Linked DNA regions of Macaca mulatta: region 1 is linked to region 2. A link is a contact called in public Hi-C data. All regions are on one chromosome and are shown on one strand. The core of a region is the stretch at or near the end of the contact, and the rest is flanking DNA. Distances in the headings are between cores, read along the strand shown. Region 1 holds the start of CDC16 (cell division cycle 16). Region 2 has its middle 19 kb from the start of C17H13orf46.

Evidence for each region. Hi-C and Micro-C count contacts between places; a contact is called where the count stands out from the background.
Region 1: a contact with region 2 is called in a Hi-C map of fetal cortical plate, with 5 times the contacts expected there. The contact joins the promoter of CDC16 here to the enhancer-like site in region 2. A contact is called at or near these places in 6 of 14 Hi-C or Micro-C datasets (CD4 T cells, blood, fetal cortex germinal zone and 3 more).

Annotation. Positions count from the first base shown.
Region 1 is chr17:108,298,506-108,304,116 of T2T-MMU8v2.0, forward strand. It overlaps CDC16 (cell division cycle 16), which reads left to right and starts at 3,829. Exons shown (of 19, transcript NM_001266466.1): 1 at 3,829-3,963; 2 at 5,425-5,479; 3 at 5,575-5,611. The coding sequence starts at 3,916.
Region 2 is chr17:108,097,768-108,103,086 of T2T-MMU8v2.0, forward strand. No RefSeq gene overlaps it. Among named protein-coding and RNA genes, the nearest start is that of C17H13orf46, 19 kb to the right of the region's middle. Within about 2 kb of position 3,419, at least 10 of the 40 cell types and tissues checked have an H3K27ac peak or open chromatin away from gene starts, as enhancers often do.

The DNA of each region.
Region 1 (5,611 bases), core at 2,579-5,078, 200 kb after region 2:
GCAAAATAATGTCCAACTCTCAATACATACAAAGTAACCCAGAATAAGGAGGACTGATCAAGAAGAATGTCACCAATCACCAAGTGCCACATTCACTGGAATCAGCAGTTCGTAAGCATAGTTACTTGTGTGGCGTTGGGCGGGGGGGCTGTAGTGTGTGTGTGTGGTCTGTGTTGTGTGCACTAGTGTGTGGTGTGTGATGTGTCTGTGGGGTATGTGTGTGGTATGTTGTGTGGAGTATGTCTGTTGGGTTTGTACTAGTATGTGGTGTGTGGTATGTTGTGTGTGGTGTATGTGGACTAGTGTGCGGTGTGTAGTGTGGGGGGGTGTGCACCAGTGTGTGGTGTGTGTGTGTGGTGTGTGTCTATCTCCAGATTAGATGATTTCATGCTTTTTTCAGTGAACTACTGCTGTCATTTTAAAAAATTATCCTCAGCACTATGTTTCAGGCGATAATGATAATTCGTCTTGGCATAAGCAAACTGTGTGTTAATAAAATATTTTTGGCACTGAACAACACCTGTAAGCATTGTAGATTATCCAGAGGCAGTTTTTTTTCACATATCACTGTAGGGAGCTTTTCCTCATTCATCTTACGGGCCCTAAGTCACTGCGTTCCAGCCAGACGAGGTTCTCTGCATTCCCTGAATGCCCTGGGCCTTCTCCCACCTCCACTCCCTCCCCTATCCACTGGGCCAACCCATCCTTCAGTTCCATTTTGGCATCCCTTTGAGGACTGCCACTGTGGCCTCCACAGACATCAAGCCTGTGTTCGCAGGGCCCTCCACAATCTGCACTCCATCACCCGCTCCTGGCAGAACACTGGCACAGGAGACCAAAGCACGTGTGAATGAGTCAATCAGAAGAACAACTTGTACTAGAAAGTGCTTTCCCAAATTTGACATCAAAATTGAGATCAGTGAACACTTTCATGGCTCATGACAAAGTTCATATCCACCTAACAAAAAATGAGGGCATTATTCAGTTAATTTAATAGTGAGAAAGATAATCAGATAACCAGCTAGAGATCACAACATTTCTGAATTGGCTGTTACCCTCATGTCCGCAGGGCTGGGCCCATGTCTGCGGACAGCAGTCTTTGAGAAGCTGCAGAGGGAGCCTGTGCAGGATGACTAGTGCTGCTGTGTCCTGCAGGTGGTGGGACAGGATGCTAGGAAGAAAAGGCGTCCGGCACCTCAGGATGCTCTGTCCGGGTGGCTCAGCTTGCTTCTCATAGCCTCCCAGTCCTTTTACTGCAGTTTCAGGAGGTGATGCCGGCGACGCGGAGCCCGGCATATTCCTCTCCAGGCTTCCCTTCACCCCGCAGAGCTTCCCCACACTGGCAGAACTCGATCACTGCCACCCAGAGGGCATCGTCTCTGAAGAGGCAGGGAGAGGGGGGAAGCTGCAAACCCCAGGCTGATGTTCTCGGTGTCCCCACAGCCTGCTTTTGCCTTAAAACCCCAGATATATTCACGAATGGGTACGACACCCAAGACGCCATTGTCAGCTCAGGGACTTGGTTTTAGTTGCAGCTTTGGGACCTCGGTTAGGTAAGTTACCCTCGCTGGGTCTTACTTTCCACATCAGTAAGTGCCACAAAGCTTAACATTTCTAAGCCAACAGAAAGCCTCAATTTTAATTAACAAACATTTACTTATCAATCATTTTTTACCTGGATGGAGGTTAATTCAAAAAAAAGGTATTAACCCAGAAGGTTTTTCTTTTTAAGAGTGTTAGTGGGGTGCTCATGTCCCGGCGGGGAAGCTCTGAACTTCCTCTGCCCAACTCTGCAGGCGACGCTTACAGCCCCTGTCTGTGGGGTCCAAGTGGACCTGGAGGTCTCCAAGGCAGCACCGGAGCAGACCTGCAGCTGCAGGATGTGGAGAAACGCAAGGTAGATCGAGATTTGACGTTTGGATAGATGTTAATTCTGAACCCTAGAACTGTCTTTGTAAAATGACAACAAAGACATATTTGCCAATCATTGACTTCTTAATCGTGGCTTTTGCTCTTTCAAAGCTTCAACATTTTGCAGTTTCAGCCAACAGAATTCTCTAACTTTGTAAACTGCTCTCGTGTGGCGACAATACCACCTCACTAATCAGTGAGAAGGGTGATTGTTCTCTCTTCCTTTCAGAGTCATTTAAATTCTTGAGAAACCACTTGGCATATTTAATATTCTGGTCATACTGAAAATCCAAGTCTTGTTTTCCTGACCATATTTCAGGAACTAGTTTAAGGAAGGAATTATCTTTTAAAACCACAAAACACAGATTTTTACACACTCAATTTCACAAAACTCAGTATTGCAGAATTGCAAACATGCTCTGTGACTCAGTCTCCAGGGCTTAACTTCCCCCTTGTAGTTTTAGAGGGTCCTGAAATTTTATCTTCTTTAACAAGGGCAAATACTGGGAGAGAATGTAAGGAGAGGAAAATTAACAGAACATTCTGTTAGACAAACCAGCCTCAGGCATGTACATATTTGGCAGAGCTCTAATTTTGTTTGCTAACCTCTGATCACTACCTGAAATGGTCTCTGCAGGATATCAAGGCATCAGCAGTGCTGTGCTCCCGGAGCATCTAGGTGAGAATCCAGTCCCTGGCCTTTCTCAGCTTCTGGAGGCCACCTGCACTCCCGGCTCATCTACCTACCTTCCCCCTCCCCTCCCCTCCCTTCCCTTCCCTCCTTCTCCTCCTTCCTTCCTATCTTTAAAGCCAGCAGCAGCATCTTCCAGTCTCTCTGACTCTCACCCCTGCTGCCCACTTTCATGTGTAAGAACTCTTGTGATTACATTACACCCAGCCACACAACCCATCTTAACTTAGTCACCTCTTACAAAGTCCATTTTGTCATGTGAGGTAATACACAATATTTGTGAGCACTATCAGTTTAACCAGTTAGTAAGTGTGGTAGAGGAAATACAATGATGGAAGGTTTTGAGGAAAGAAAAATAGCTCAGAGCAGTCTGAACTATTTGAAGGATGCAAAATTTATCAGGACGTGAGTGTGAGACTCACTTCAGTCACTGCTCCCCATGCCACGGGGGCAATTGTTTAAGGCATTTTGTTCCTTACTGCTGCGTCACCCATTATTTTCACGTTTCTGGAGTCTGTGAGACAAAGAAAAATCTATAGTCAGTCAATAGCTTATGTTGTTTTAATGTAAATTCTTGATAAACAACCTAAGTTGCTTTCCTTCGTATGTTAAAATCTATTTGCATTTCTTTCCCTGTGAACTGTTTTTTGTCTTTCTCCTGAACCATTGATCTCTTCCCACTTACTTATTACATATATGTAAAGGGAATACTGGCTCTACGTTATAAGGAAATTCGCATTTTGTGATAGGTTTCCAATTTTTCCTAGGTTGTCTTTTGACTTCCTTTGCTGTTTGTGCACACATTTTTTTTTTTTTTTTTGGTAATGAGAGTGCGTTGCTCTTGTTTTTAAAATGTTGACTACATTCTGGGGAAGGAAGGCTCAGCTAAAGCCCCACTTTCCATTGCTCAGCCACCTGCTTTTTGCCCGGGTGGGTGGTCCGGCCCCGAGCCCTCCTAAGTCTCTCGCCAATGCCCAAACGCGCCGCAGTGATTCCGGGGAGGCCGCGCTCTCGCCCCACGGCGGCCAGAAGCCCACGTGCCAGGAGAGGGATCGGAACCAGCAACTCAGGGCCGGTTTCCCGCGCCAGATGGGACTCGTTTGCCGGGGAATTCCGGGGCGGGGCCTGTCTGGAGCGGAAGAGCCTGGGCGGCGCACCGGGACTGGGCGGAGGTGCGGGTCTGCGGCCTTCGAGTGCTGGGGCGGCGGCGGCGGCGGGCGCGGGCACGGGCACGGGCACGGGGCGTGGCGCGGAGCGGGCAGGAGGCGCGCGCCGGGCGGCGGAGTGCGGCGTGAGGCCGGGCCCGCGCGGCCATGAACCTAGAGCGGCTGCGGAAGCGCGTCCGGCAGTACCTCGACCAGGTGGGCGGCCCGGACTGGGAGTGCGGGGCCCGGGCAGGCCGCGCCGGGTCCATTTCCGCGTGGCGTGGGGCTGGGGTGACTGCCGTCAGGGCTCTTGGTGGGGAAGGACTGGACCGGCCCTGGGCCTTCATGTGGGACCAGCAGCGCTGTCTCCGCCTTACCCCGAAGGGAGCGGCCCCTGCCGCTTCACAGCCTGGGGAGTGGAGGCCCCGGAGCGCAGGGGGCGCCTCACTCGGGTCTGAGCCTCGTTCTGCGCTTGGGGAGGTGCCCAAGAAACACCGACTATTCAGTGCAAGTTGAAGGACAATTTTTGAAGGAAAGTTGCAGGGCTAGCGAGTAAAACATTTTTGAGAGGTTTAGTTGTAATTTTTATTGGACTGAATTTAAGTGAATAAAGATGTGCAGAAGCCTGTTGTCTGAAATCAGTACTTTAAAAATTCTCGTTAACTATGTCTGTGTTCCCTGCACTACCTTTGAGTGAATAACAGTGTTTAAAGGAAAGAAGTGTCTTCGAGAATCAGCAGCATCAGTTTTATCTATAATGTCGTTTATTTTTTGTTGAAATGCTTGCTCTTTCAGGAAATTGGAAAGGAAGGGAAAGAAAAGCCATGGTAATGCAGAATTTTCGGAATTGGGTGCTAAATGACGTGGCCACATGTTCGCAGTCCATTTGGAGGGCAGTGTTTTTGTTTACCATAAGTCAGCTGAATTCAGTGTTTTGTGATCGTAGTGAGGAACATGACAGGCCTGGTTTCCAGACGGAGACTCCGGTATTGAGCATATTTGTAACCATCCCGTTGCCATTCCTCCTGCCTCGGGCTGGCAGCAGTGGTCCTGGCTTGCCTCCAGGGGAACTGAGGCAGAGACTGTAGAAGACTGAGGACCGAGGAGCAGAACAGGGACTAAAGCTAGCCGTAGGTCACTGGGTGGCTGGTTCTCATTGTTGGCTCCTTAATTTTTGTTAGACTTGGAGGAGGCGAGTTCTTCCCCATGCTCAGTGAAGCTTAGTTAATTTATGTGTGTGTGTTTTTAAATTTGAGTGTTATTAAAACTGCAACTGTTTTATATAAGGTATTTGAGTATAGTGTTCTATCTACTAAAATTCACTTTGGGATCCATTAACAGATCGTTGAAAGTGTTATATAAATAGCACAAGAATTGTTAGACTAGTTTTTGCTGTTTCACTTGCATTTCACTTGTATGTTTCGCGATACATTTTTACAGTGTATGAGTTTTAAAAAATTGTCTTCATGAGTTGTATATACACAGATATTACAGTAATATTTGTATTGTGACATTGAACTAAAATTCACCCGATGTGAGATATAAGATAGAGATGTAACAAATTGTTGTTTTGAGATGTAGATTTATTACATAGAATTATAATGATATTAGATACCAGTTTAAGAGTGTTGAAATAACAGGGCAGTTACCACTTTTTTTTTTTTTTTTGATATGCAGCAACAGTATCAAAGTGCTCTATTTTGGGCAGATAAAGTAGCTTCACTCTCTCATGGTAAGTGACAATGCTAATTGTTTTTCTGATTAATCTTAAATTTTTTTCTATTTCACCTTGTACCTCTGACCACTTATGTGAATTTTTCCCTCCAGAGGAACCCCAGGACATCTATTGGCTGGCTCAGTGTCT
Region 2 (5,319 bases), core at 2,169-4,668:
TTATGAACTGTGATAATAGACAAGCCTTGTGCCACGTGAAATGGGCACAGTCACACTGGGTAGCATTTTAACATCTAGAGTTGTTTCGCACTGAGTTGATAAAAAGACTGCAGGATTCCATTAAGTTCAAAGTTCTCTAGCATTGGACAGAAAAGACATCTACATGTAACGGATTTTCATCAGGTTCAGAGGCTCAACGACGGAGGTGGAAGAGACGGACCTCACTGAAGAGCCAGAGAAACTCAGGAGTCACTTGAGTGATCAGCCCAGGTGAGTGCGGCTGCTTGGAGTCTCTGGGTGAGCAGGTAACTGCCAGCGGGTTCTTCTTACTCAAGGCCGGGATAGAGCCGATTCATCCAGGCAGGGGAACCGCGACAGAGAAACACTTTCACACATGCAGAGCCGGCTAAACAGGAGACCGGAGTTTTATTATTACGCAAATCGGCCTCCCTGAAAATGCAGAGGCCGGGGTCTTTCAAGGCTGGTCTGGGGGAAGAGAGTGGGGGGGGCAAGCGAGGGCGCTCGCTGCTGGCTGGTTGGGGGTGCAGTCACAGGGGTGCGGGAAATGGTCCCTGTGCCCGGAGTCGCTCCTGGGTGGCACCAGGGGAGGCTGACCAGTCCAGATGGGGCCATCAGTCATCAGACTTGCAAAAAACCTGAAAAGACATCTCAAAGGCCAGTTTTAGGTTCTACCACAGCGACGTCATCTGAGGGAGTAGTTGGGGAAGTTGCATATTTGTGAGCTCCAGGATAATGGGAGGTCGTCCTTCATGTCTCCATTTTAGCAGAATCCAGGCTCCTCTCATCCTCGTAGCCTGGTGGCCTCTCCATAGCTTTACAAAGGATGTTGAGTTTTGGGGAAGGGTTATTATCATTTAACTATAAACTAAATGTCTCCCAAAGTTAGCTTGGCCCAAGCCCAGGAATAGGTAAGGGCAGTTTGAAGGCTAAAGGCAAGATGGGAGTTGGTTAAATCGGGTCTCTTTCACTGCCATAATTTTCTCACTATTATAATTTTTGCAAAGGTGGTTTCATGCCCGTGGGATCTCCAGTTCGAGATTACAGGACTCTCCCCCCAGGGATCCAAGTGATTGTGCAGTGACCGCGGTCATGCCACGGCCACCAGCCAGAGTGCAGTCCACATCGTGGCCACGTATGGCTCCTACAATCGCAAGCTTGCCGAGAAGGCAGCCGTAAACCAGTACAGGTTAGAGTCCTTTCCCTTGGCTGTGGTAACAATTAATAGCACTGGGGTCCTTCCGCATCCAGATGCAGCCATGACCTCTTCTCATAGACAGCTGCGGCTGAGATGAACGTCCTAGGAGCGTTGTAAACCAAAAGGCATCTGAGATGAATCCGTCAATTTAGGAAGTTCATTTTGCCGAGGTTAAGAACGCATGGATGACACAGCCTCAGGAGGTCCTGACAGCATGTCCCTGAGGTGGTTGGCACAAAGCTTGGTTTTACACATTTTAGGGAGACATCAACATACATCAGATGAACACTGGTTTGGTCCAAAAAGGCAGGACAGCTCAAAGCCGGGAGGAGGCTTCGGGTCATAGGAGACAAAAGACAAATGGTTGCATTCTTCTGAGCTTCTGATTAGCCTTTTACTGAATGCACAGTTCACAGGAATGGTCACTCCTGCCTCAGTCTGGCTCAGTGAAACAAGAGGGCAGAGGAAGCGATTAGCTGTGTGCGTTTGTCCCACAGGAACAGTGGGATGCCTTTGAGGTCTGTCTGTCCTTTGTCCACAAGGAATTTCTTTAAGGGAGGCGTGTCGCTTTTTAAAATCTGTGTAATTCCCTTATTCAGGAAGAGAATGGGAGGTAGATCTGCCTGGTGCAGTCCCCAGCTGGATTTCTCTCTTAGGCTCAGCGATTTGGGGTCCCGAGAATTATTTTCCTTTCACAAGACGAACACGCAGCTCAAAGAGGGAGTAGAACATGATTGCCGCCTCAACCGAACGCCTCTCTGGGCCCAATAATTAAAAGGACTTGCCTCCTCAGATAAAAGTTCTTTTCTCAGTCGTGAGTCTATGAGGTTCCTATTTGCTGCTTTAACAAATTACCACAAACAGTGGCTTCCAACAGCTCAAATTTATTATCTTACAGTGATATTATCTTACAGTGATATCCTACAAAGACAAAGGGCATTCTGTCCCCTCCTGCAGGGAGAATGAAGGCTAAGCCCTGAAGACAGTGTCAGACCCTCACACCCGCAGATGCCCTGACAAGCTGTGCTCCCAGTCTCTGCCAGTCTGTGCCTGGCCCCAAGCTGCCCACAGAGGTACCTCGGTGCTCCCATCTGTAGAGTGGGGTCATCACTCATGCCTCGGCTCCTCAGTGCTCCCATCTGTAGAGTGGGGTCCTCACCCCTGCCTCAGGGACCTCGGTGCTCCCATCTGCAGAGTGGGGTCCTCACCCCCTACCTGCCACTCAAGGTGTTCAGGGCCAGGAGGGCTGTGTCCTGCCTCTCCCCACGGTGGCCTGGCCTCTGTCCCCAAGGAGTTGCTTCCACGTTGCCCTTTTCGGACCTGGACACAGCATTGTACCACGGAGCCCCAAACCTTGTGGCTGGCCCTGGACCCCACCCAGTGTGACAGGAAGGGGCCAAAGTTAACCGCTGTCCCAAAGTTAACCGCTGGCGATGGAGGGAGAGACCCAGAGAATCTCAGGAGTTCCCAGCTAGGGTTCCCACAAGTGATCCTGGATCGCGGCTTCTCGTTGACCGACCTCCCAGCCCAGCCCAGCCAGCCCAGGTGCCTCTGCCCTCGTGTGCACCAGGCCTGGTCCTGCCTCTCCTGCAGGGCCCTGGGCAGCTTTTCTCCCACAGCTGGGCCTGGGGTTCAGCAGGAGCCAGCGCACGGGAGAGATTTCCTCCCCCTCCAGGGCACAGGGTTACCCCTGCACCCACCATGGCCTTCAGAACCAGAACCAGCGAGAAGACCCTGTCCCAGCAGTGCCGCCCTTACGCGGGGCCCCGGGACGTCCGTGGTGTCGGGGAGGTCTGGGGAGGCAGAGCGTTCAGAGGAACTCCGATGTCCACGGCTGAGGGTTTTGTGGGGTCACGTGGGAAGGGCACGGGGCGGGGGAAGTTTCCACACCATTTACAGCACAAGGTTTCCCAGGGGGCTCTCTAGGCTGAGGCATGTGGGGCGGGGGTGTCTGCACCCTGCGGGGTCCTCACAGGCGTGGGGTCCTGGTGTCGGGACGCCCAGCATCTATGAGGGGATCATCCTGAGTGGCGTAGGGACAGCCCCGTCCCCTCCAGCGAACGCTCAGCTGGGGAAGAGGCGTGGAAATCTGTCTTCCTCGCTTGGATCTCGGTGGCTGTGGCTTCCAGGATGGAAACCGGCGGCCTGCGCACCGCAGCCCACGAGGTGGTGCTGTCGGCCAGGGAGGAAAGAAGGGCACGGCCGTCCCTGCGGGCTGGGCCGGAGCCGGGCGGGGCCTGCGCTTGTGGAGGGCGCCCGACGTCCCTTCGTGGACTGTGTGTGGACGGACCTGCTCTGGCCTCGGCTCTGCCCGGCCACACGGTGCCAGCACCACTCCCCACCCCCCGCCAACAGCACTGCCCACTCGGGCAGATCCTGGCCGGGTTTCCAGACCTCAAGACTGAAAGGCGTAGAGCTGCTCAGCCAGGCCCAGGCCTCAGCGCCTGCCCCAGGACTGCGCTCGCCAACCCTCCCCGCGCCTCCTCCAGGCCCCAGCGCCTGCCCCAAGGCTGCACTCGCCAACCCTCCCCGCGCCTCCTCCAGGCCCCAGCGCCTGCCCCAAGGCTGCACTCGCACCACCTGGCCCTCCGCCTCGCTCCCTACGCCTCCTCCAGGCCCCGCTCCCCGTGCCTCCTCCAGGCCCCAGCGCCTGCCCCAGGGCTGCACTCGCTAACCCCTCCCCGCGCCTCCTCCAGGCCCCAGCGCCTGCCCCAAGGCTGCACTCGCATCACGCCGCCCCACACGCCGCTCCCCGCGCCTCCTCCAGGCCCCAGCGCCTGCCCCAAGTCTGCAGTAGCCCCGCCCCACGCCTCCTCCAGGCCCCAGCGTCGGCCCCAGCGTCTGTCCCAAGGCTGCACTCACCCCCCTGCTCCTCCTCCAGGCCCCGCTGTAGTCACTCACAGGCGTCACCAGGCCATGGCGCTGCGGCCCTCCCATTTCGGTGGTTGCCTTTTGCGAAACTCTACGTAGAGATGTGCTGAACTCGACCGTCTAAGACGCCCACAGGGACCGGGGCTCCAAGAGGCTGGGGACTGGCAGCACCTGCTGCTCTGTGTTCAGCACTCCGGACAGGGCCTGGCAGGGGTCAGCAGGGATCCCTGGGTGGCCTGGAGGCTGCTCGGGATAGAATGAAGCTAAGAAGGTAAAAAGCCACGGTGCAACGCGACCCCACTCTTGTAAGACAAGCTATGTCTCTCTGTATATGGCACCATCTGTATGCACAGGGATTGAATACATGTTCCCACGTGTGGGCATCTAAACCCAGTCAGACAAAACCCTGGAAAGAACACAGGATCGTTCCGACAGCCCCCAAGGAACCAGAACGTTGAACTGAGACTCACCCTTTCCTACATCACCTGCAGTGAACACACACATAACACTTGGCAGGGGTGGGGGGGTGACACTGCGGGAAAGAGGTGGCCGGTGGCACGGCCACAGGTGTTTGGGGCCCGACAGGGACACAGCCAAGGTGCAGCTGGCGTGGCTGGAGGAACTGCGCCGGCCCAGGGTCTGTGCTGCCGTGTGTCTGCCGCTCTGCCTGCTCAGAGCTGGGCTCCAAGGGGGCCACTGCGGAGGCACAGGAGCCATGTGGGACTGGACTGTCTCCCCACAGCCTGGGAGAGCTCTGACGGCCTTGCTCACTTACTGGAGTCTGCACAGGTCAGGGGCCAGTGGGGACTGAGGATAAAACTAAGGCAGGCTGGGCCTGGGGCAACAGGGGTCACCACCCCAGGACCACTGGCCAGCCCTAGAAAGCCCAGGCAGCATCTGTGCCCCATGGGACTGAAGGCCAAGGGCAGTGTCCTTCTAGGGGGAGTCTGGGCTTCCACCCCTCCCTGGATGTCACTGCAGCTGACTTGCCGGGCTCAGGGCTGCACATCTGCAGAGGGTTCCTGCCCTGGGCCCCTGCCTGGTCCACTCCACCGACGCCAGCACTGCTGCCCGAGCCTCTCAGCCCAACCGGCTGGGCAGCAGCGGAACACGCCCATGCTGGGCGGGACGGCTGGGCAGAGGCAGCCCTCGGCCTCAGCAGCATCGACCACATGGCAGGAGCTGTTCTCCGGCTCTGTGCCTGTAGATGTGTTTCCTCAGGGATGTCTCCT